Linked DNA regions of Mus musculus: regions 2, 3, 4, 5, 6 and 7 are each linked to region 1. A link is a contact called in public Hi-C, HiCAR-type and promoter capture Hi-C data. All regions are on one chromosome and are shown on one strand. Each heading gives the region's core, a stretch centred on a gene start, on an enhancer-like site or on the middle of the called end of the contact. The rest is flanking DNA. Distances are from core to core; before and after follow the strand shown. Region 1 holds the start of Marcks (myristoylated alanine rich protein kinase C substrate). Region 2 holds the start of Tspyl4 (TSPY-like 4). Region 3 holds the start of Rev3l (REV3 like, DNA directed polymerase zeta catalytic subunit). Region 4 holds the start of Traf3ip2 (TRAF3 interacting protein 2). Region 5 overlaps Fyn (Fyn proto-oncogene). Region 6 overlaps Fyn (Fyn proto-oncogene). Region 7 holds the start of Fyn (Fyn proto-oncogene).

The links. Promoter capture Hi-C pulls out the DNA fragments that hold promoters and counts their contacts. Hi-C and Micro-C count contacts between places; a contact is called where the count stands out from the background. HiCAR-type assays count read pairs that join an accessible place to other places.
Region 2: a contact with region 1 is called in a promoter capture Hi-C map of pre-B cells, with 3 times the contacts expected there. The contact joins the promoter of Tspyl4 here to the promoter of Marcks in region 1. A contact is called at or near these places in 1 of 39 promoter capture datasets (pre-B cells) and 1 of 115 datasets of contacts at active chromatin or transcription factors (astrocytes).
Region 3: a HiCAR-type map of astrocytes shows a contact between it and region 1, with 5 times the contacts expected there. The contact joins the promoter of Rev3l here to the promoter of Marcks in region 1. A contact is called at or near these places in 1 of 39 promoter capture datasets (cranial neural crest), 1 of 484 Hi-C or Micro-C datasets (embryonic stem cells) and 1 of 115 datasets of contacts at active chromatin or transcription factors (astrocytes).
Region 4: a contact with region 1 is called in a Hi-C map of B cells, with 5 read pairs. The contact joins the promoter of Traf3ip2 here to the promoter of Marcks in region 1. A contact is called at or near these places in 3 of 39 promoter capture datasets (hippocampal neurons, liver and pre-B cells), 1 of 484 Hi-C or Micro-C datasets (B cells) and 1 of 115 datasets of contacts at active chromatin or transcription factors (large pre-B cells).
Region 5: a contact with region 1 is called in a HiCAR-type map of astrocytes, with 7 times the contacts expected there. The contact joins the enhancer-like site here to the promoter of Marcks in region 1. A contact is called at or near these places in 4 of 39 promoter capture datasets (the C10 cell line, hippocampal neurons, liver and 1 more) and 3 of 115 datasets of contacts at active chromatin or transcription factors (astrocytes, differentiating embryonic stem cells and embryonic forebrain).
Region 6: a HiCAR-type map of astrocytes shows a contact between it and region 1, with 6 times the contacts expected there. The contact joins the enhancer-like site here to the promoter of Marcks in region 1. A contact is called at or near these places in 4 of 39 promoter capture datasets (the C10 cell line, hippocampal neurons, liver and 1 more) and 2 of 115 datasets of contacts at active chromatin or transcription factors (astrocytes and bone marrow-derived dendritic cells).
Region 7: a contact with region 1 is called in a promoter capture Hi-C map of pre-B cells, with 7 times the contacts expected there. The contact joins the promoter of Fyn here to the promoter of Marcks in region 1. A contact is called at or near these places in 2 of 39 promoter capture datasets (hippocampal neurons and pre-B cells) and 1 of 115 datasets of contacts at active chromatin or transcription factors (astrocytes).

The regions. Positions count from the first base shown.
Region 1 is chr10:37,137,511-37,140,410 of GRCm38.p6, reverse strand. It overlaps Marcks (myristoylated alanine rich protein kinase C substrate), which reads left to right and starts at 1,485. Exons shown (of 2, transcript NM_008538.2): 1 at 1,485-1,977. The coding sequence starts at 1,876. It overlaps 5930403N24Rik (RIKEN cDNA 5930403N24 gene), which reads right to left and starts at 879. Exons shown (of 3, transcript NR_166104.1): 1 at 1-879.
Region 2 is chr10:34,295,955-34,298,854 of GRCm38.p6, reverse strand. Tspyl4 (TSPY-like 4) reads right to left here and starts at 1,434. Exons shown (of 1, transcript NM_030203.2): 1 at 1-1,434. The coding sequence starts at 1,341. The coding sequence ends at 121. It overlaps Gm26564 (a long non-coding RNA gene), which reads left to right and starts at 1,431. Exons shown (of 5, transcript XR_871568.2): 1 at 1,431-1,512.
Region 3 is chr10:39,730,694-39,733,593 of GRCm38.p6, reverse strand. It overlaps Rev3l (REV3 like, DNA directed polymerase zeta catalytic subunit), which reads right to left and starts at 1,434. Exons shown (of 32, transcript NM_011264.3): 1 at 981-1,434. The coding sequence starts at 1,119. E130307A14Rik (RIKEN cDNA E130307A14 gene) reads left to right here and starts at 1,587. Exons shown (of 3, transcript NR_038037.1): 1 at 1,587-1,856.
Region 4 is chr10:39,611,406-39,614,305 of GRCm38.p6, reverse strand. It overlaps Traf3ip2 (TRAF3 interacting protein 2), which reads right to left and starts at 1,372. Exons shown (of 9, transcript NM_134000.3): 1 at 960-1,372. Gm16364 (predicted gene 16364) reads left to right here and starts at 624. Exons shown (of 6, transcript NR_152259.1): 1 at 624-822.
Region 5 is chr10:39,501,019-39,503,918 of GRCm38.p6, reverse strand. All of the region lies in intron 3 of Fyn (Fyn proto-oncogene), which reads right to left. Among named protein-coding and RNA genes, the nearest start is that of Gm40627, 88 kb to the left of the region's middle. Within about 2 kb of position 1,373, at least 48 of the 459 cell types and tissues checked have an H3K27ac peak or open chromatin away from gene starts, as enhancers often do. A contact at or near this core is called in astrocytes and embryonic forebrain, where this site is marked.
Region 6 is chr10:39,405,000-39,407,899 of GRCm38.p6, reverse strand. The region is part of intron 2 of Fyn (Fyn proto-oncogene); the gene reads right to left. Among named protein-coding and RNA genes, the nearest start is that of Fyn, 37 kb to the right of the region's middle. Within about 2 kb of position 1,444, at least 18 of the 459 cell types and tissues checked have an H3K27ac peak or open chromatin away from gene starts, as enhancers often do. A contact at or near this core is called in astrocytes, where this site is marked.
Region 7 is chr10:39,368,278-39,371,177 of GRCm38.p6, reverse strand. It overlaps Fyn (Fyn proto-oncogene), which reads right to left and starts at 1,379. Exons shown (of 14, transcript NM_001122893.1): 1 at 988-1,379. It overlaps Gm31616 (predicted gene, 31616), which reads left to right and starts at 1,566. Exons shown (of 2, transcript NR_168583.1): 1 at 1,566-1,683; 2 at 2,573-2,900.

The DNA.
Region 1 (2,900 bases), core at 236-2,735:
CACTCAAAGTGTGACCTATTTCCCTACAATGAACAGAAAGTAACTGTTTGACAATTCCGAGCCAACACTAAGAGAAACGAGCCATTCCCTCGACTGCTTCTCGCCTCCATCGTTCACGTTGCAGTCATTAAATGCAAACGCCGAAAGATGTTTTGGATGTTTTCATGAGCGAGACTAGAGGAATATTTATTAAGTTGCATCCTCTATCCCCTCTCCCTTCCAGATACATTAAATCAACGCCTGGTCTTTCACACACTAAAAGCGTCTGGTACTTCGGTGGCAAGGGCTGTAGCGAACGAGAGAGATATCCTACACACCGCTGTAGAGCTTTGCCTTTAGCCTGGGTTAGACGTGGAGTCTCCAGGGATTTTCTTTCTGTCTCTCAACCTTGCAGGCGATTTCTTCTGAGACTAGGACTCGGTCTTTTAGGATTTCCTCGCTGTTGCCTCTCTTCCAGGAGCACACTTGATGCTGTGCACAGACAAGTTCAAAATGAGAGTCCCTCCGATGTTGGCAGCAGGCTAGGAAAACAACCCGTGTCGACGAGAGTAGCTGCCTCCCAACTGTAAATATGGATTCGTACACTCAAGGCTCGGTCTAGTTTTACCACAGAGGAAAATTAATGATGTCGTTTCTTACAGTGATAACATGCTAGCAAGTTTCGATCTTCTGAAAATGGTCCTCACAATGTTTTGTGGAAAAGTGATCGGTAATTGGAATAGTTGGAGAGACGCGATTTGAGGTGCTCCAAGGACCAATTTCAAAATATTTTATTTCACGCCTCTAGGAGAGAAAGGAACGAGCATGGCTTAGGCTGTTTGCTGTTTTTGCGTTTCCCACATCTGGCCTACAGACCTAATTCCAACTGGAGATCTTGCTAGATGAAATTCGATCTTCGTGGTTTAAATACCTTTCAGTGTGGGACGATTTAACAATTGCAGCAGTTTTTTTAAAAAAAGAAACACCCCCCCCCAAAAAAAAAAATCCTTGCGCACTATCTGTGAAACCCTTATGGAGTGCGGAGGGAAAAAATGCTGCTAGCACACAAATCCTACCCATTGTCTTTAACACTCGTATACACACTTATACACGTAAACACACGGGAAAGATGGGGGAGGGGAGAGAATGGCTAGAGACAGACGCGGATATAGACCGGCAAGAGTCAATGCGAGTCAAGTTAAAGCTTTCTCCGCCCCCATCCATAAGTACCCCCTCCCGCGTTAATTAATTCCAAACAAAGCAAGCCAATCAAGACATGCATTATTATTTTCAGGCCGAGGGAGACGAGAAGCACGTATTTTTTAATTGATTTATTTATTTGGAAGACATTAATTCTTGGTCTGAGGCTGATTTTCAAACCGTTTGCAAAGCGCGGCTCCATTGTTCGCCCGGAGCGCAGGCCCCGCCCCCTGCTTTGTGTGCGGCGCGCGGATTGGCCAGCGCGCGCGGGGGCCGCGTCAGCGCCCGCGAGCCCATTCATCTGTGCACTTGGGCGTTGGACCCCGCATCTTATTAGCAACCAGGGAGATTTCTCCATTTTCCTCTTGTCTACAGTGCGGCTACAAATCTGGGATTTTTTTTTATTACTTCTTTTTTTAAAAAAACTACACTTGGGCTCCTTTTTTGTGCTCGACTTTTCCACCTTTTTCCCTCCTTCCTGCGCTGCTGCTTTTTTGATCTCTTCGACTAAAAATTTTTTATCCGGAGTATTTAATCGGGTCTCTTCTGTCCTCCTCGCCACCCCCACCCCCTCCCTCCGGTGTGTGTGCCGCCGCCGCTGTTGCTGCTGCTGCTGCTCGCCCCGTCGTTACACCAACCGAAGGCTCTTTGTTTCCTCTCTTGGATCTGTTGAGTTTCTTTGTTGAAGAAGCCAGCATGGGTGCCCAGTTCTCCAAGACCGCAGCGAAGGGAGAAGCCACCGCCGAGAGGCCCGGGGAGGCGGCTGTGGCCTCGTCGCCTTCCAAAGCAAATGGGCAGGTAAATTCTACCTGTGGTTCTTGGCATTTCTTGGGTGTCTTTCTCTAATCTGGACGCCTCGTCTTCCCTCTGGTCGCGCCCGAGATGCATTCGAGGGAGGGGAGCCTAGCCAGATTCTAGTCTGAAAGTTGAATGGGTAATGATAGCCTAAATTGTCAATTTTTCATAGGAAGGGTACCCTCCACCCCCACCCCAAAGGAGTGGTTCCTAAGGATCCTGGCCAATTCTTGAGTAGACCGGAGGAAGAGTGATAAATCGTCTAAAATGGCGTGGTTTGGAGATTGGCTGAACGTGACTAGTTAGATGCACCCCCCCCCCAACGCCCCTCCAGGTTGCATTTGTATTTGGGGCCACAGTGGTGTTTGGGTGGCTCACGTATTTATTGTCGAGATTGGGTCGTCTTTGAGATTTCTGGTGTGGTTGTGTGTGTGCGCGCGCGTGTGTATGTGTGTGTAGGAAGGGGGGAGCCAACGCGGATGGCGGTGGAGAAAGGCAAGCTGAGAAGGCTTGTCTTATTGTATCCAGAGGCAGTATGCCTCGGGTTCTTGGAAAGGTGGCTGGTTAGAGCCGGACAGGCAGCTTTTCCAAGTGCCTTTGCGATGGCCCTTCCCCTCCCCCTTTGGTAGCTGTGTAATTACACACCCATATGACTTTTCAAATGGTATCCTGGTGTGGTGGGAATTCTCAGTGGGTTTTTGAAGACCCTTTCCTGCCTGCCAAGAAGGGAGCAGTTCTGGTGTTTTGGTCTGGACTGTTCGTGTGAGTGGCACCTTGGCCACCCTCGAGGATTGCCTCAGTGCTGCTGCGACCCAGGCAGAGAGCCATGGTTGGGTGGGCTCAAGAGGTCGGCCATGGGTGGCTGCTTTCCAAACAGCGAGCACCCACCACGCCTCTTTTCCTAGAGCCAAAAAAAAAAAAAAAAA
Region 2 (2,900 bases), core at 185-2,684, 2.8 Mb after region 1:
TAGAAGAACCAATGAACACAATCCAACAGGAAGAGAAAGCAGACAGAAGGCTGCATGCTGCTGGCCAAGCTGAGGAGGTGGTAAGGACTCCTCTGCAAGAGCTTCTCACGAGGGCAGAGCTTAGCCAGACTGGAACCTGAAGGACCTGGGACTCTCCACTGGCTGCCTTGGTGGGACTCGAACTCCACGGCGTGGCCCATCGCCCATCAGATAGTATTGTAGGGGATTGGACCACAGCTCCCCTTTGATAATTTCAGCTATTCTGTCGAATTCTAGGAGGCTGTGGTCTGAGAACCAGTTGAAGAAACTGGGAATCGTGTTCCCCTCCCTATTCCTGTGGATGTGGGCCTGGGGTTCCTGACCCCGGTGCCAGCGGATTGGCGTAGAGAGTGACACCACTCGACCTGAGGATCTGCGCTCATATTCTTTGACCAGCCCCTCATTTCGAAAGTAGGGGTTGCTTTGAAAGATGAACTTAAATTTGCACCCTACTCTTGGCTGCTTAAGCTCCTCCACCTCTAAATTGATCATGTACCTCATCATGTCTTCATCTTGGCCACTAATCATTGGTGACAGCTGGGGGTGGTTCCGAAAAGCGGTGACCCAGAAACCTGGGATGTTTTGGATGATGAAACTTCTGCGCTGCATGTGGAGCCTTCTCATCCGCCCAAATTTGCGTTCCAGCTGGAGGAAGGCCCTGTCAGCCTGCGCATTTACATTTGACAGCTCTTGATCGATGGCCTCCAGCGAGTCCATGCAATTGATCTTCGGAGCTCTGGGTCGAGTCTCCTCTTTCCCTCCTCCAGCTACCTTTTTTTCCTTCTGTAACCCCTTCTTTTCCTGCATTGCCGCTCCTGCTTCTCCCTCCTTGCCGGTGGCCACAGAGATGGCGCACTTGGTAGTCGTCATTTCCTTGGTCTTCTTCGGCCCCGGCATCTGCTGAGACCCCAGGCCCACCGCACCACAGGCTTCCAGGGCTTTCGGTTTAGCAGGGCTGTGAGGCCCTTCAAGCTGACAGCCATTTTTACTGCTGTCGTCGGCTGCCACAGGGGCTGAGGGTGCGTCCCCGCCCTTTGATGGAGACGGAGCATCCTCCAGACCTCTCGCTGCCGCAGCACAACTATTCTCAGCCACTCGGAAGCAGAGCTCGGGGCCGCAGTGCTCGGAATCCGGAGACGCGCCTCCATCCGCACCGGCCTCACCTGCAGCCTCCATCTCCCGCACTGTGTCGGTTTCCTCTTGGAGCCCCTGGTCCTGCTTCAGATCCAGATCTTCGGAGGCATGGGAGGGGGTCGTGGTGTTAGCGAGAGATAGCTCGTTGTTCCCTTCCACGCCGTTCATTTTGGCAGCTGACAGCCCTGCAGAGCTTTCCTTGTCCTCTGCAGACGCAGCGCAAAACCGCAGTGAGTGCTTAGCTCCACCCCTTTTCCTTCTGGGCTGGTGCTACCATGGCAACCTGTGACGTCAGGATACCAGCTGCAACTAACCGTAGCGCGAGAACTGGCAATCCAGGTAATTTTGTCGATCAAGTGTGTTCTTTTTGTCTTTTTAAATGATGCTGTAAATTTAATCTCATCTGGGAAATTGAGTACATAAATGGATGTCGAATTATATTTTACGTCTATTCGTAAGTCTCTAATTAATTTCGACAGTATCTAAACCATGTCTCAAAATAAATTTTAAAATAGAACCTATTGTCTAATAAAGTCAGATTTTATTCATGCTTCCCAGGAATAGAGAAGCGAATTCACCAGCTCACAGGCCCTCCTTATTTCGGACACAGATTCGATTCATAGCGGCTACTGAGGAGCTGCGCAGAATCAGATTTAGGGGGCAAAAAGTGTCGTCGTTGTTTTTACTTTCAAGCAAACAAGACATTCCTAAGGTTAATTTCGATTTCTGCAGAGATTTTGATGTTTGTATACATTGGCCGACATTTACAAAGCAATTGGATATTTCTTCACTTTTAAATAAATAGTAAACCGCGCCTTATTTACAGGTGGCCACAACGCATGCCATATACACAGTTAGCCCCTGAGAATTAGTGAAGGAAATGTAACCTCAGAGGATTCAATTTCTAAAACGATACACATTAATCCTCCTTTGCCTTGGTTTATGATCTTAGGTTCTGCTTCATGCCTGTGGGTATGGAGCCAACTAACATTTGCCCAAATTTGCCTTTGTGAAGGTAGAATCAATCAGGGTTTTTCACACACTTAAGCAACTGTGTCTTTAAAATAATCTACTTTAAAAAAGAAGGGTCATTCATTCAAGTCAATTTAGAAAATGTATTTATTTATTTACTCAATCATTTATTTAAATAAATAAAAGCTATTTATGTATTTAATCACCACGGTCTCTCAGTTTGCTAAAGTCTGAGAATTCGGATGTTAATCCTTAAGGGATAGAAAAAAACAGAAACTTAAATTTTGCATATTTAATGTTTGAATTTCTATTAGAACAAAGCTTTAGAGTTCTTTGCCCTGGGAAATTGATTCCTCCCAGAATATGGTTACACTACAGTAAGAGTCTTTGAATAGGGGTTTAAAGAAAAAAAACAAAAACAAAAAACATTACCCTAAGAACTCTAATGAGGGAAATAATGGCTCCTGGTTCGCCTAAGACTCTGAGGTGGTGAGAACAACACATGGCATATCATGCAGCTTGATTTTTTTCTTTCTTTCTATGCCAAAGGTGAGTGTTCTCACTCAAAGACAGTTGTCCAGGCTGGCCTGCCTCTTCCTAGCCCTATCTCCCAAAAAAGGAAAGAAAAAAAGGAAAATCAATTGATTATCTAAATAAAATTAAAATGTACACACAAATACCAATTCTTTTTCTGTCCCCCTTTCCTTTTTCTCTTAACAAATATTCTTTTTGCCTTACTGAGGTGAAATAAATGT
Region 3 (2,900 bases), core at 185-2,684, 2.6 Mb before region 1:
TTCATCTTAACAGTTTAAAGCATGTAAAAAGACGCAAAACTGAAAGATAAAAACGCAAAACCTTGTATATCTGGCCCCTAACCTATTTATATTATAAACCCAAAGAGTGTTCCAGAACATAGCTTGTCATTTCCCCCCCCCACCATTTCTTCAAAATGGCTTTTTTTTTTTTAATCTATTTTTAAAATGCAACCCTGCAACCCAGCCTAGAGGAATTTTAAAATGCCTATGCTGCTGAGCTTGGCTGTGTTTCCTAACGAATCCACCCCCATTAGGTGTAGTATTTTATGTTGGGCGACACAAACACGTAGTTCCTATTTCCATGGATGCACATTTCCTGAAAGCATTGCACCTGAGGATGCCGCTCTGTCCCTGTCGAGGCATTAAACTCTAAGCAGTCACGACCTGCACTCACAGAAGAGCCACATGGTCACTTCAATGAGAAAAATTATCTGGCCCCGGGCGCCACTTTCTACAGCCACAGCATCTCCGGCAGGGGCAGAGGAGAGCGAGGGTGAACAGAGGCAACCGGGAGCGACGGACAACACGCCTGACACTTCGCCTCTGCCCTCAAAGCCTTTTCTCGAACGGGGCACTAGGGACACGTAGCGAGTGGCCGGGGTCTCCGCCGGGGACCGACCTCTAAGGACCCGCGAACTCGTCCTTGGGGACGAGGCGCAGCCACCCGACCCACCGAGGCAGGGGCTCCAGCCTGCTCGCCGCTCGCAAAGGAGAGACCGGGCGCCCGCCGCCTCTCTGCCGCGGAGGGGGGCGCAGCGCTCACGCGAGCCCACATTTTTTTTTCTTTTGCGCCTCCTGTCACGCGCGCGAGAGAGAAGGCGAGCAAAGCCGAGAACAGGGCAGACTCCGCAGCGACCCTGTAGAGGGCCGCCGGCGGCGGCGTGCGCGCGAGTGCGCGGAGGGAGGGCAGCCCCGACGACCCGGCGCCCGCGCTCCCGCTCCCGCCCGCTCCCGCTTACCTGCCGGGGTCGCCCCGAAGACTCGTACCACCGGCACCTTCTTGACAGGGAGCTGGGTGAGCGGGGATTGGCAGGTATCCAGCCCCGGCAGCGGGCTGGCCATGTAGTAGTCGGCAGTCACTATCCGCACAGAAAACATGTTCGCCGCCGCCGCCACCGCCACCGCCTCCCCTCCACTCAGCGACCTGGCAGCAGCGGCGGCGGCGGGCTCCGCAGAGGCGCCTCCTCCCCTTCCTCCTCGGTTCGGCTTTTCCCCCCCGCCCCTCGCACGGACGCCGGGACGAGCGGCAGCGGCGGCGGCGCGCGGAGGCTGCGGAGGCTGTGTGCTGCCGCCGCCTCCTCAGACGCTCCGGGCGAGAGGCAGCGGGAGAGAAGCCCTCGCGCGTTCGTCGGGTCGGGTGGTACCGCTGCTGCTGCCGCCACGGCCGCCGCCGCCGGGAATCACACGGGCTCCTCGGTCCCAGGCTGCAGCTCTTGTTGCCATGATGATGATGTCACGGACGCAACCACTGGGGGAGGGGAGGAGGGGTGTGTGTGTGCGCGCGCGCGAGCGGCGACGGGGGGGGGGGAGGAGGCGGGCGGGCGCGCGCCCGGGGTGGGAGGGGACGAGGAGGGGGTTCTCCCCCGCTCGGAGCGCGCGGCTGGGGAAGAAGCTGGCGGGAAGCCGGGCCGCGCGCCGAGGAATCGATGATTCGGCCTGTGGGCCGGGTCACTGCGGCGGGGCCCGGGGAGCGCCGATAGCATGGATAGGCTCAGAGGGGCGCAGGGTTTTGGCGGCTTCCCGAGTTCCCCTCGCCGACCGCCATGTCACATCTTACGGAAGAGGCGGGGGCTGCCGCGGAGAGGATATTTTTTGTTTTGTTTTGTTTTCACAAGGTAAGGGAAGCCGCCAGCGGGAGAAGGGAGGCGCGGCACAGACCTCGGGCGGCCCTGGCCGAGCGGGAGGGTGGGAAGGAGGGAGGGCGGGCCGGGCGGGCGAGCGAGCGGGCGGGCGGAGCGTTGGACGTGCCGGCCCTTCTCAGGTAACGCGGCGGCGGAGCTGGAGCCCGGGCCAGCTCGAGGGGCGGGGGCGCGCGGGCCTCGGCCTATAAAAGGGCCGCCCTGGCGCTCGCTCCCTCCTCCGCCCTCCCCTCCCCCCAGCTCCGGGCGAGCCTCGCGCCCCGCCTCGCCCGCCTCCTCTTCTGCGGTGCTGCAGTGACTGCGCCCGGCCACTTAAGGAGATTTATTCACGCGCGGCCCTGCCCAGCTTTGCCCAAGCTGGGCAGATACACCGACAGCACAGGGATTTCCCACCGTCGTGGTTTTCTCCACCCCCCCACTCCCCCACCGCCTGCCCCTCTCGCACTAGGACAACCACTGTGGGTTCCCCCGCGCAGGCTACACACACACACCCCACACACACACGCGGCACGAGCGAGAACACGGAAAGACTTGTTTGCTCCACTCACCTCCCTCCCTCCACTCCTCTCGCGGCTGCTCGGAGAGCCCCGAGAGCCTTTCAGAGAAAATGTTGGCAAAAGGGAAAGGCTCCTAAAAGTCGGCGTGTTTTCATTCACTCTTAGTGCAAGATTTTACTACGGGTTGACACAGAAGAAAAAGGGGGTGGGGTAAGACATAAAATAAAAACCAACTTTATTTGGAGCTAGAAAGGAGATGAAGTGGCACAGTTAGGGATTGGGGGGTGCGGGGGCAACAGATGCTGCTGGTGAGGATGTTAAATTAGAACCTATGGATTTTGTCTGGCTTGGTCACTAATACTGGGCGTGACCTCGGACAAATAATTTGATTTTTTTAGGCCTCGTTTTTCACAGGTGAGTCGTCGCCGCCGCCCCCCCCCCCAATTCCGCCCCAACAAAAAGATTAAAGTAATAGGAAGCAGAAACTACAGTTTTCAGCTTTGAAATTTGCCACTGAAATTAG
Region 4 (2,900 bases), core at 123-2,622, 2.5 Mb before region 1:
GGCCTTGGTTTCTTAGAAAAGAATTTAGACATAATCATGTTAGTGTGTGAGTGCACACATATGTATACACACACACACACACACACACACACACACACACACTTTGTGGATGAAGAAATCCAGGCATCTGGGAGCCAAAGAGAATTGCCTAAGAGATGCACCCACACCAAAGTGGAGGGAGAACTTGGAAGCACGTTTTCTGCTTTTTTCAATTACTAATTTGGTTTCTTTCCACGACACCCTTAGAAAAAGTCTCTAGTCTAAGAGGCCACTGTGAACTAGGAAGTCACAGAGAAGGCAGCTTCCAAGATCCAGTGTTTCTTCTCTGGCCTCCCCAGCACCATCCAGACCCAGCAAACCACTGGCTAAAGGAAATGGAGGCCTGGGGGGGGGGGGAATGTGGGGGGGGGGCGGCGAGCACTTTCTGACCCAAGAATGTGAGGCTGGTATTTTCCCCCAGCATAAAATAGAGAAAAACTGGGAGTTGGCCTTCCCGCAGTCCCTGACGTGTCTTGGGCTGAAAGCCAAGTACTTAATCCTTTCTACCATGGCTCCCTCCTTGGAGAAACAGTTTTGATTCGTTTTTAAAGACAGGTTCTTGCTACGTCACCCAGGCTGGCCCTGAACTCACTGCGTACTTTGATTTCTTGATGGCTGACTATGAGTACTGAAAACTCCAACCCGGCAGCGTGTAGTGCTGTGTGCCTCTCCTTATAGAGTTAAACTCAGCCAGGCCTGCCCGAGAGAAACCCTAAACTGGCGCCACATTCCTGCTGGAACTCTGTCACAGTCTCAGCTCAAACTGGCCTCCAGATGGACAAGGTAAAGGTGGGGGCATGAGGGCGGAGGGCGGAGGGAAGTGAGATCAGGACCTTGTGGCAACAGAGAAGCCAGTGGACTGGAAAGCCGGCCAGTGGTTAAAGAGGTCAGAGCAGCCAGGCACCAGTGAGTTCACTTACCTAAGATCGCCACCGACAGACGGCCCAGGGGGTGGTCGCTGGCTCTGCTCACGGGGATCCACCTTGGGCCGCTCAGACCTCCCTCGCCCTCTCCAGTCCCAGGTAAGTGGTGGAGCAGGCTCTCGAGCAGGAAGTGGATGCTGTATGCAAATCTCTACGGAGAGGAAGCCTCTGCTCAGCCTCTCCCCGTGGGGCAGTGAATCAACCGCCAAGAAGTCACTTTATTTCTTAAAACAGAAACCTCTTGCGTTCACCAGAGAGAACCAGCAACCAATTAGGCTGCATCCTGCTTTTACCACCCAGATAAGAAACTGTGAGGAATGCCCCGGGCTTCTGGGTTACTGCAGCGCCTGAGAAGGTGTCTCCCGGAGACAGAACTTGCGGTCTTCACACTGCTTATTCTTGAGCAGCTTCAAACGAGCCTGGGCCTGATAATGGGAGGGAATATGAAGCAAGAACTTTTAACTGTGTTTTTTAACTCACCAAAACAGATTTGCTGCCTGTAACTATGGGGCAAAGGATTCACTGCCTACAGCCCTGTGCAGGACTGTATCACACACACACACACACACACACACACACACACACACACACACACACCTCTGACTTCTCATTTCACAATCTTTTGATTTGGGTTTTTGTTTGTTTTGCTTTTTTGTTTGTTTTTGTTTTCGAGACAGGGTTTCTCTGTGTAGCCCTGGCTGTCCTGGAACTCACTCTCTAGATCAGGCTGGCCTCGAACTCAGAAATCCCCCTGCCTCTGCCTCCTAACGCTGGGATTAAAGGCATGTGCCACCACTGCCTGGCTCTCATTTCACAATCTTAAGTTTATTTCTTTCTTTTCCCTTTGTTTATTCAGTACACTACAGAATTTATTGCACAGACAGGGATCCTGGAGGCAGAACAATGGCACCATGCTATGTGTGGGTAATATAAATCCAGGTTATTTCTAAAGCACTGGAGGGTGATGGGAGCCAGTCCGGGTGTGAACTCTCAGGCCACCAGCCAGCACTGATCGCAGCCACTGAACTTCCCCCCTCTACCATAGAAAGTGTCTCAGACTGAGCCAGTCCAGTCTCTCCACTCTTGCATAGGGAACATTGCCCAAAATGTCCTCAATCAGATTGCCCCAGGTCTGCCTAAGTATTACACTTAAAGTTGTACCACACATTATAAACAAAGGGAATGTGGCTTGTTTTTAAAACTTTATAATAAAGTGGTACACATTGTGGTGTGTTCTTACAATGAAGTACTACTTAGCTGTTAAAACAATGAAAATTTGTATTCATTTGTATTATTTGTACAAACATGGGAAGGTGGCTTTGAGAAATTATTTAATAAAACATTATTCTTGACAATATATATATATATATGTAGTGACAGAGAGAGAGAGGTGTCCCCAGCATGTAGGACACTGCTTATGACATTGTAGGCAGTCACTGTATACCTGTTGGATCATCACGTCAGAAATGGCTGTAGCTGAGCCTGGTAACACAGGCCTGATAGTCCCATATTTATTAGCTCAGCCTTGAACTTTCTGCCTCGAACATTATTATTAGATCTTAGGGGTTGGGGGAAAACAACACTCCTTGTGGAGTGGCTGAAACGAGGGTAATTGGGGAGGGGCAGCTGTCAGCATTGAAAGGAGAACAGGAAAGGAAGGCATGGAAGGGGTGGTAGAGGAGAGAAGATGAACTCATTTCTCATAGCTGTCCTTAAATGGGCTGAGATGAGCCTCAGAGTAGTTTCTGGAAACCTCTGCCTTTGGAACCCTTTCCATGAGGAGTCAGGACAGCCAGTCTCCACCCAATGAGAGCTGTGGCCTGGGGGAAAGGCAGCAAGCCTAAGGCTTGTCTGAGGTTGCTGGGCACCCCTCCTCTCTGAATCCATCCTGAGTTTGGGGAATGGGATAACAGCTCCTTGCTGAGAGCATCTGCTGGG
Region 5 (2,900 bases), core at 124-2,623, 2.4 Mb before region 1:
TTGATGAGTTCAAGTTCCCTTGTTTCAGTTCTCAACTGAATTTGTATGTAAGTTGAAACAATCACATAGTAATAAAGCATAAAACTGGAGATGGGAGGGGAGCACATTAAGAGGCAACTTCTGGAAGGCACAATAGCTAACCAGTCAAGAGCAGTGAGCGTGCTTTCTACTCCTTGCTGGGTGCTGAGGGGTTGTGCAGCAAGCAGGCAGTGAGAACACACAGAGAGAGCTGCAGAAACCTTACTGTGGCAAGGGAAGCAGAGGCACTGATGTCAAACCTGAGGACGCAATGGGTGATCACGCCAGACCTGGGCATGAAAAGGTCAGCTTAGGAACTTTGGGAAGGTCATGAAACACCTGACCCTCCGGAAGGGAGAGGCTAATTACCATTTCTCAGACCACATGGCAGGATCGGACCTGCCGGTGGGGACACATTCCACAGTACTGACTGTTGCCACCTTCAGACAAGGAAAGTCTTTGTCACCTCATTCCCTAAAGACCAATCAGTTTAAAGGGTGCACTATTCCACCAATCTTATTGTGCCTAGTTGCTGATGCTCTATTCTGCCCCTGGAAACCATATAAGAACTCGCTGGGATATTGGGAGTAGCCACCACTCCTTCGGGTCTGGGATGGCCCCAGTGCACTGGAGCAATAAATTCCTCTTGCTTTTTGCATCGATCCCGGCTTCACGTGGTTCACTCAGGGGGTCCCAGGTAAGCTAAGGCTCCCCAGAGTCTTACAGGCAGACAAGGTGGGGGCAATGAATATGCTTCAGTTCTAAGTCCTATATGCTTGGAGACCCTAACCATGTAGGAATGACAATCCTTAATTAAGCAGGCTCTTCCTGGAACTGAGGGCTTGGACTGGGCTGAGCTGTGTACTGGCCAGCCCTAGGGAAGGGAGGTCTAACCAGCACTCACTCTCTGGATGCTGCTGGTTGTAGAGGCAGGGGGATTTGTCCTTATGCTTGTTGTTTTCACCCTTTCCAGCTGACACAGCTTTGACTTTTCTTTTTTCTTTTTCTTTTTTTTTTTTTTTTTTTTTTTGAGACAGGGTTTCTCTGTGTAGCCCTGGAACTCACTCTGTACACCAGGCTGGCTTCGAACTCAGAAATCCACCTACCTCTGCCTCCCAAGTGTTGGGATTAAAGGCTTGCACCACCACTGCCCAGCTAGCTTTGACTTTTGAGCTAGTTTTCCTGAATCCCGGTGGAGCACAGGAGGGAGCAGCCCCACTTTATACAACTTAGCACTCTTCTGAAACACTAAGGTCTGCTGGATACATCACTTCTCACTGCCCATATCCAGTCAGGCTTGTTTCCCCCACTCTGCACATGCTCTGTAGAACCACGGGCTTCTAGTCGCAAACTAGCACAAGCAGGAAAGCCAGTGTCACATCTGCGGCTCAGTCGCAAAGCCTGGCTCTCTGGCCTCCTCTGTTTTAGTAACAGTTGTAGCGGGACTGGCGGTGGGCCAGGAGTCACAGTGTCACCTGGCATAGGCACAAGCAAACACACTAGAACAAAGCGGCTGCCTGAACAGGCATCGCCAATGTCCTTTCTATAGGTAGGAGGAGGATGAGAGCCCAGGAGGTTCCTTCTCAGGCAGGACAAAACCTCACTCCGCAGATCCCCCCAGTCAGCATGGGGGTTCCTGGACAGATGATTCTGCATGAGCCCCAGCCTTTCAGAAAACAGGGGGTTCTTTCTCTTCCTTTAATTCAGTAGCACTAGTCACGAAGATCCAGCTCTCACAGAAGCAGATGGCCGGAGGGTGGGATGGCTCAGTGAGTAAGGATGCCTACTGCAAAGCCCACAGGTCTGAGTTTGATTCCTGCTAGAGGGGAGAACTGATGGCTCCCAAGTTGTCTGACCTCCACTCTTCCATGCCACGCCTTGCATGGAAGCTTTGCCCGGGCACACACACAGATTAAGTAAAAGTGTAATAAAAAAAAAAAAAAACAAAACAAAACATGAAAAGCGCATCGAAAGGAGCAAGCTTGGGACAGTGGGCGTGGCATCCCCATCGCTTGCCCCTTTGCTCGGAAGCACGGTTGTGGAAACAGCCACAGCAGAATCTGCCAGCCGCCATCTGCATTGCAAGTCTGAAGTGAGGCAGGCGTCTCCTCTGAAGAATGACAGGGAGCCCTGTGTCTCCCAACCACTGGGACTGCGTGTTGGCACTTCCTCCAAGCTACAAGGAACGCAGGAGCACAGCAGCAGCCTCTGCATCCAGCAGTGATTTAGGATTTCAAAGCTGCAGCAGCAGATTGGTGTGAATGTTGATAAACCAGGCAGTTGGGAAACACACTCAGCTTGAATTCCTGGGCTTCTAAGAGCAAAGAGCAGTGACAAAGGAGGCAGAGAGGCAACGCCAGCCAGCCTCCTCCCTCCTCTTCATGGTACAGAGTCTGAGAGGGAGGAAGGGGGTGGGGGTCTCTGCCTTCCTTGAGTTTCCTTCCTGCTGAGGAGCCTGGCTATGCAATCCTTTGGTCTTTCATAAGAGGTCAGCATTTAGGATTGCCCAGTGCCCAAGACCCAGGGGAAATGAAAGGAGGGAGAGAAGAACATGGAGCCACCTGCAGGCAGCCAGCACTGGTTCCCAGCAGCCCTTGGAGAAGAGCATCTGAGGTGACAAACTGGCTACTCTGAGGAAGGAGCTGCTACCGCCTCTGCTAACGCACTGAAGGCATGACTGAAGCCTGACCTTGTCAGTTAAAAAAACCTAAGTCAATCAAAAAAGGCGGCACACGTGTTTTATGAGCCACCATACATTTATATACACTATTAACTGAAAATAAATGCATGCTAAGGTAACCTAACAGTGACATTTACTCATGTATATTACTATTATTAATATTTTTATTATTACTATCATCAGTGTTGTATCAGAGAATTAG
Region 6 (2,900 bases), core at 195-2,694, 2.3 Mb before region 1:
TCTCTAAAATTATCATCAGTTGTCAGTGAAGTCCCAAGAGGGCGTAATCAGAGCCATGCCACAACAGGACAGAATAGAAACCAGACAGAAGGACATCATTCATAGCTTCTGGGTGTGGACTGGGTGAGGCTAGTATCACCAGGGAAGGGGAAACTGGGACCCAGAGTGGAGAGAGGGGGCTCTGGCAGGCCAACTGACAACAGCCTTGTGAATGGGGAAGATGACACATCTTTTTAGTTCCTGAGGCGCCAGTGCCAAGCAAAAATGTTTACCCATGGCCAAACAGCTGGTTAGTGGGAGAGCAGCAACTGAAATCCAGATCAACTTCCCTTACACCTACCCTTCTAATTAATTTTATTATAAAACTCTATAGTCACATTAGCAAACACAAACAAGATTATGGGAAATCCCATAATCTCAGATCCCAAAGACAACTATTAGCATTCCAGTGTGGTTTCTGTAGGCTTTTCCCGCATAGGAATTTTGCTTTCAAAATTAAGCTTGTATTTCACAAGTGATTTTCTCTCCTACTTTCTTCTTATTTAGCAACCTAAACAGCTGTCCGGCTGACTTATTAATTTGGGCACTCCACATTTTAACCAAGACTGACCTGCACCCCATGGGGCTTTGCAGGTTGGTTACACGAGGCAAACTCAAGCATGGGACATTAGGGTTCTTTCCCACCTTTTTGGCAGTGTACAAGTGTTAGTTACAGAACAACAGGATGTTCCTCAAATTGGAAATATCACCCTCAAAAGTGTCTAACCCGCAATACTACTAGTCAACACATAATGAAAAGCTACGATATATTTATCTTGAAGGTTTCAGCATCAGTGATCTCGCTGGCCTGGAATCAAATGTATCTGACAAATGTTATTATTAATGAAGAGGGTCCAAAAATAACAAGTTAAAAAAAGCTGCCCTTCTCAGCCTCCAGAGACCACGTGCTTTTAATGGTTTACTGCTCCACTTTCCAATTCAGAAACAGCAACAAAGGAGCTACCGGTCCCCACGTCTACATTTGGAAGAACGGGAATTCTTTGAAAAGCAAGCATACTCCTTTAAAACTCAGAGTGGTCAGTCAGTCACTAAGGACTGTGTCACAGCTCAGAGCCATTGCTATTCTTCACGCCATAGACATTTCTTCTCATTCTGGTCAAGTGAATGAGGAGCCCCTGGGAACTTCTGAATTTTCATCAGGTACAGGTAGGAAGTAGAAGAGACTGCAATGTGTAAGTAAGTGTGCCGAATAGGAATGACACAGAGCATGGCTGGCACAAGGGGCCACTGTGACTGCACGGAGGTAACTGGACAAATATTTGCATGCTCCTGTGGCTGTTGTGAAAATTTTCTTAGAGGCCAAGACACCATGCATCTGACCTGGAAACAGACCTGTCTGAGCCTGGCAGCACATGCTCCCCAGGCAGTGCCTACAAGTGCTGCCAGCTCGAACCTGGTGAGGAGAGGACTGGGCATGCCCACTGCAAGCAAGACGGACTCTGCTCCCTCAGTGTAATGTGACTCCTGTCCATGAGGTCACTTGCTACTGTTTCCCTGGTGACAACTTAAAACCCCCTCACTCTTCCTCAGTATCCCACGGTTACTCCACTCTTCAAAAGGAAGCTTACTTCACCACAGCCCAGTGGTGTCCCTTTCCTGTCCAATGTTTAGCTAACCCTGCTTTCCACCTTCTCCCCAGACTTCTCTCTCCTCTTCAAAGTTACTGTTTCCTCATAGGCATGCCAATTGTTGACCCACACTTCGGAAACCAATCTGGTTTTATCCAGTGGAGTGGAGGGTGCACACACACTCTGACTCAGGAGCTCTACCCTCGCGATCTCTCACAGAGAAGCTGCTGTAGTATGCACACTCAATGCTCACGGCAGCACTGATGAAAATAGCACAAACATAAAAAAATAAAAACAGAAATGACCCAGATACCCACTGACAGGAGAAGATACTTAAAAACTGTGGTACATCTTAAAGTGGATACCATGGGAGACAGCAGTAAGATAAATTAATTTCATCATGGTACACAGATGAATCTTGAAAAAGGTCAATGGTATAAGAATATCACTTAATATGGCACTGAGAGGAGCAAAACTTCACAGTAGGTTGGTTATTCATGGAGACTGACTGAAAGCCTTGGACGTACTAGGAGAGTACTGTAACCACTGAGAAATATCTTCAACTCCAAGTTAAAACTTTCAGAGAAACATATTCTGTTAGATCTAGGTTGTCTGTGACTTCTTCAGAATAGTTCACAGCACCTGTAGAACAGCAGGAATCAGAGCAGCACAAGTTCATTTTCCTCCAATGAGTTTATTTCCATCAGACACAGAGACCATGCCGAACTGAAACAAGATCATGAAAGGTGATCACAAAAAGGTGAGGGGAGGCTGACGCTAGGGGAGGATGCTGGGGAGCACCCACTGAAGTGAGGGGAGGCTGACGCTAGGGGAGGATGCTGGGGAGGACCCACTGAAGTGAGGGGAGGCTGATACTGGGGTGTGGGGATGCTGGGGAGCACCCACTGAAGTGAGGGGAGGCTGATACTGGGGTGTGGGGATGCTGGGGAGCACCCACTGAAGTGAGGGAAGGCTGACGCTAGGGGAGGATGCTGGGGAGCACCCACTGAAGTGAAGGGAGGCTGATACTGGGAGCGAATGCTAGGGAGCACCCACTGAAGTGAGGGAAGGCTGACGCTGGGGGGCATTTATGCTGGGGAGCACTTACAAAGCTTGGCAGTTAGAGACAAAGACAAGTGGGTTAGAGCACAGGGCTGGGCTAGCAGGTCTTTCTGAATGCCACAGGAAACAGGGTAAGAGAACCAGTACAAAGTATCAGGTGAACCAGGAAGACTCCAACAGAGGTAGCCGACTGGGACACGGGAAGGCTGT
Region 7 (2,900 bases), core at 130-2,629, 2.2 Mb before region 1:
CTTCATTTTTTGGTAAGTGTGGCAGAAAAGACTAAGAGATCAACTGCTTCACCAGAAAGAAAGGGACGCCCCAGGGATGAGACACAAGAAGCATGGTGCCCTGGGTACTTTATGTGTCTCTCCTCTATGAACTGAAAGGGCTCTTTGTGTCACACACACACTCACACACACACACACACAGAATGAGTCTGATTTATTAGAGGAAGGAGGGGCAAAACGGGTGATTTTATTATCCCTCCTCCCAGTGAGTCCCAGCAAACGCCTCCTGGGCCCAAGCTTGGTGGCCTCTTTCTAGCTCAGTCAGTCCCTGTGGCCTCAAAGATAAGAGAGCCTAGAGGAGACCAAACAAAACCGTCTACCGACCTAGGGAAGTAGGGAGGAAATCCAGCGTGTCGAGAAGGGAGGAGAAATAAGCTTGAGAGAGCAAAAGGGGTGGGGGGACAGAGGAAGAGGAGGCAAGGCCAGACACAGGGGAAAGGGGAAGGGTGGGTGGGTGGTAGCACAGGAAGGGTGAAGGGGAGGGTGGGGGAAGTGCAAGGGAGGTTCCAGAAATAGGCAGGAGGATGCGCTGGGGAACGGCAAGGGCCACCGAGGGAGGAAGCCGAGAGGTGGAGGAGTGGGGCAGGGGTTGGGTGGGGAGGAAAGCAGCACGGGGCATCAATTATTAAGTGATTACATCATCCCTGACATTAAAACAACACACACAGCCCTGGTCCCCGCGGGGGGCCGCGAAAGGAGGGCGGGGGCGGAGCTGGGCCAACCTCACCCCCAAGCCAATTCCTATTTTCCACCCGGCACCCGCCGGCGGCCGAGGAAAGACACCCCGGTGCCTGCGCAGCCTCGGGGCGGCACCCCGCATCAGTGTCCTGCGTCGCGGGGCGCCCTGGAGGCTGCGCGGCGGGACCGCAGCGGGAGCAGCCCGTGCGGGGGCGCTGGGCCGGGCGTCTCCGCAGCATCCCGAGGCTCCGCGCATCCCCTGTCGCTTACCTGCTTGGCTTGGCGCTCAGCTCCGGAGCACATTCACATGGTCCTCTCCCCGCCCTCCTCCGGCGCGGCCCAGGCGGCTCCCGCGGCTCCGCGGCGGGGCCCAGGAGCTCGTGGGCCTCGCGAAGCGCCGAGGGGGCGGCGCCGGTGTCCCCGGCCCGGCAGCCCGGTCCCTCCCTGGCGCGGGTGGCGGCTTTGTGTGTGCCCGGGGAGTCCTCGAAACGCTCCGGCTAGAGGCGGCCTCGCTGAGCTCTTGACCAGCGGGCGGGTCTCGGAGGCCCGGCGCACGGCGACCCCTCCTCCTCTCTGCGGAGCCCCCTCCCCGCCGGCTGCGCTCCTGACAGATGGCGCAACTGCACCGACGCGCCGCCGCCACCGCCGCGGCTTCTCGCAGCTACTCTCGCTGATGCTCGGGCTGCTCCGGATCCCGAGGGGTTCGAGAGGGGGCGGGACACGCCCTGAGACTGTCAGGTCTTTCTGCCCTATCAAAGGGCCCGCTGAGGGCTGAGCGCCGGCAGCCATTGGTGAATGCGTCGGAGGCGGGACGGCCATGGGTGGGGCCGCCGAGTGGGTTGAGCTTTACAGTGGTGGCGGGCAGCCTGCGGTGCGCACGGCCACAGGGTGTGTGAGAGGATGCGAGGTTGGCGGAGAAGGAAGAGTTGTGTGTCTGAGGATCGTGTGGAGTTGCGAGTTGGTGAGGTGGGCAGGAGAGTGCGCAGGGAATGAGCTGCTTTCCACTTTGCCAGTGGAGACTGGCACCTGCCACTCCAGCCTCACAGCCATGGGAACCTATTTCTCCAAAGAGATAGCCTCGCCTTTGAGAGTGGGAGGATAAAATGGAAAGGTGTTAAGAATGGCGATGGCAAATTAGGGAAGTGAGGAGCAAAGTAGAGAAGTACCATTGCAGAAACTGGGAAAGCTAGGACCAGCAAACGCACAACAAATAGTAAGAAATTAATGACTTGTTAGTCTCATTTTCTTGGGTACCCAAATATGCTCCCCGCCCCCCCCCCCACACCTACCCCAGGAAAAGTGAAAGAGAAGTATGACTGAAATTCAAGGGGCCTGCAACAAAGAGTCCCAAAACCACCCAGTAGAGATTGCTTGTGCTTTTCCCTAGCTGTTTACCAGTGGCCATTGCTCGTCTGGCTCCTTGGGGCATTCAAACTTCTCTTGGTTTTCTTGTTTTCGCTGGTGGCTGAGCTGAGCTTTTTGCTCAGATTTTCCTTGACGAAATAATAGCCGGGTTGGTCTGCAGTCTTTATTTCCGATTCAGCTTTTCTATGGCAGGATGTAACTTCATAAAAAGAAACATTTTGCCTTCCTGATTTTCTTTATAGGCAATTCCTGTTTACTGAGAACTCTGTTTTAAGACATGTTCAGAATCATTTTCTTTAATGATTTTGGTAAGAAACTCATCCCTCCCCCTCAGCAAATCTAATCTTCTAAGAAGTAAGTTTAAGCGAAGCAGCCTTGGCTTCCTTAGGCGCTCAAGGTCTGTGTTATCTTTCCTGCTCAGTACATTTCCCCTGTAGTTTAAAAATACCAGTCTCTTTTGCTGACTTTTTTTTCTTTGTCTTTTCCGCAGTGCTCTTTTGAGAAATTTGCTGCTATTCAGTAAATGATCCTCATGTGATGGACGAGGAAACTGAGGACAAGAGAAGGTGACACTGAGGAATTCCATGTCCGATCTCTTCCTGAAACCTGGAGCAGATGGTACTAAGTCACTCCATTGTTAATAATTTCTTTGAGAGGAGTCTCATTTTTGGCATCTGCAGCATAATAGCTTCTTCACGTAATTAGTGGACCAATAAGAGGCAAAATGATTAAATGACAAATTAACCAACTCCCAGCAAGACTCTGTTCTGTTTTTTTCTCTTTACTTACTTTTGAAAAAAATAAATAAAAACAAAAAA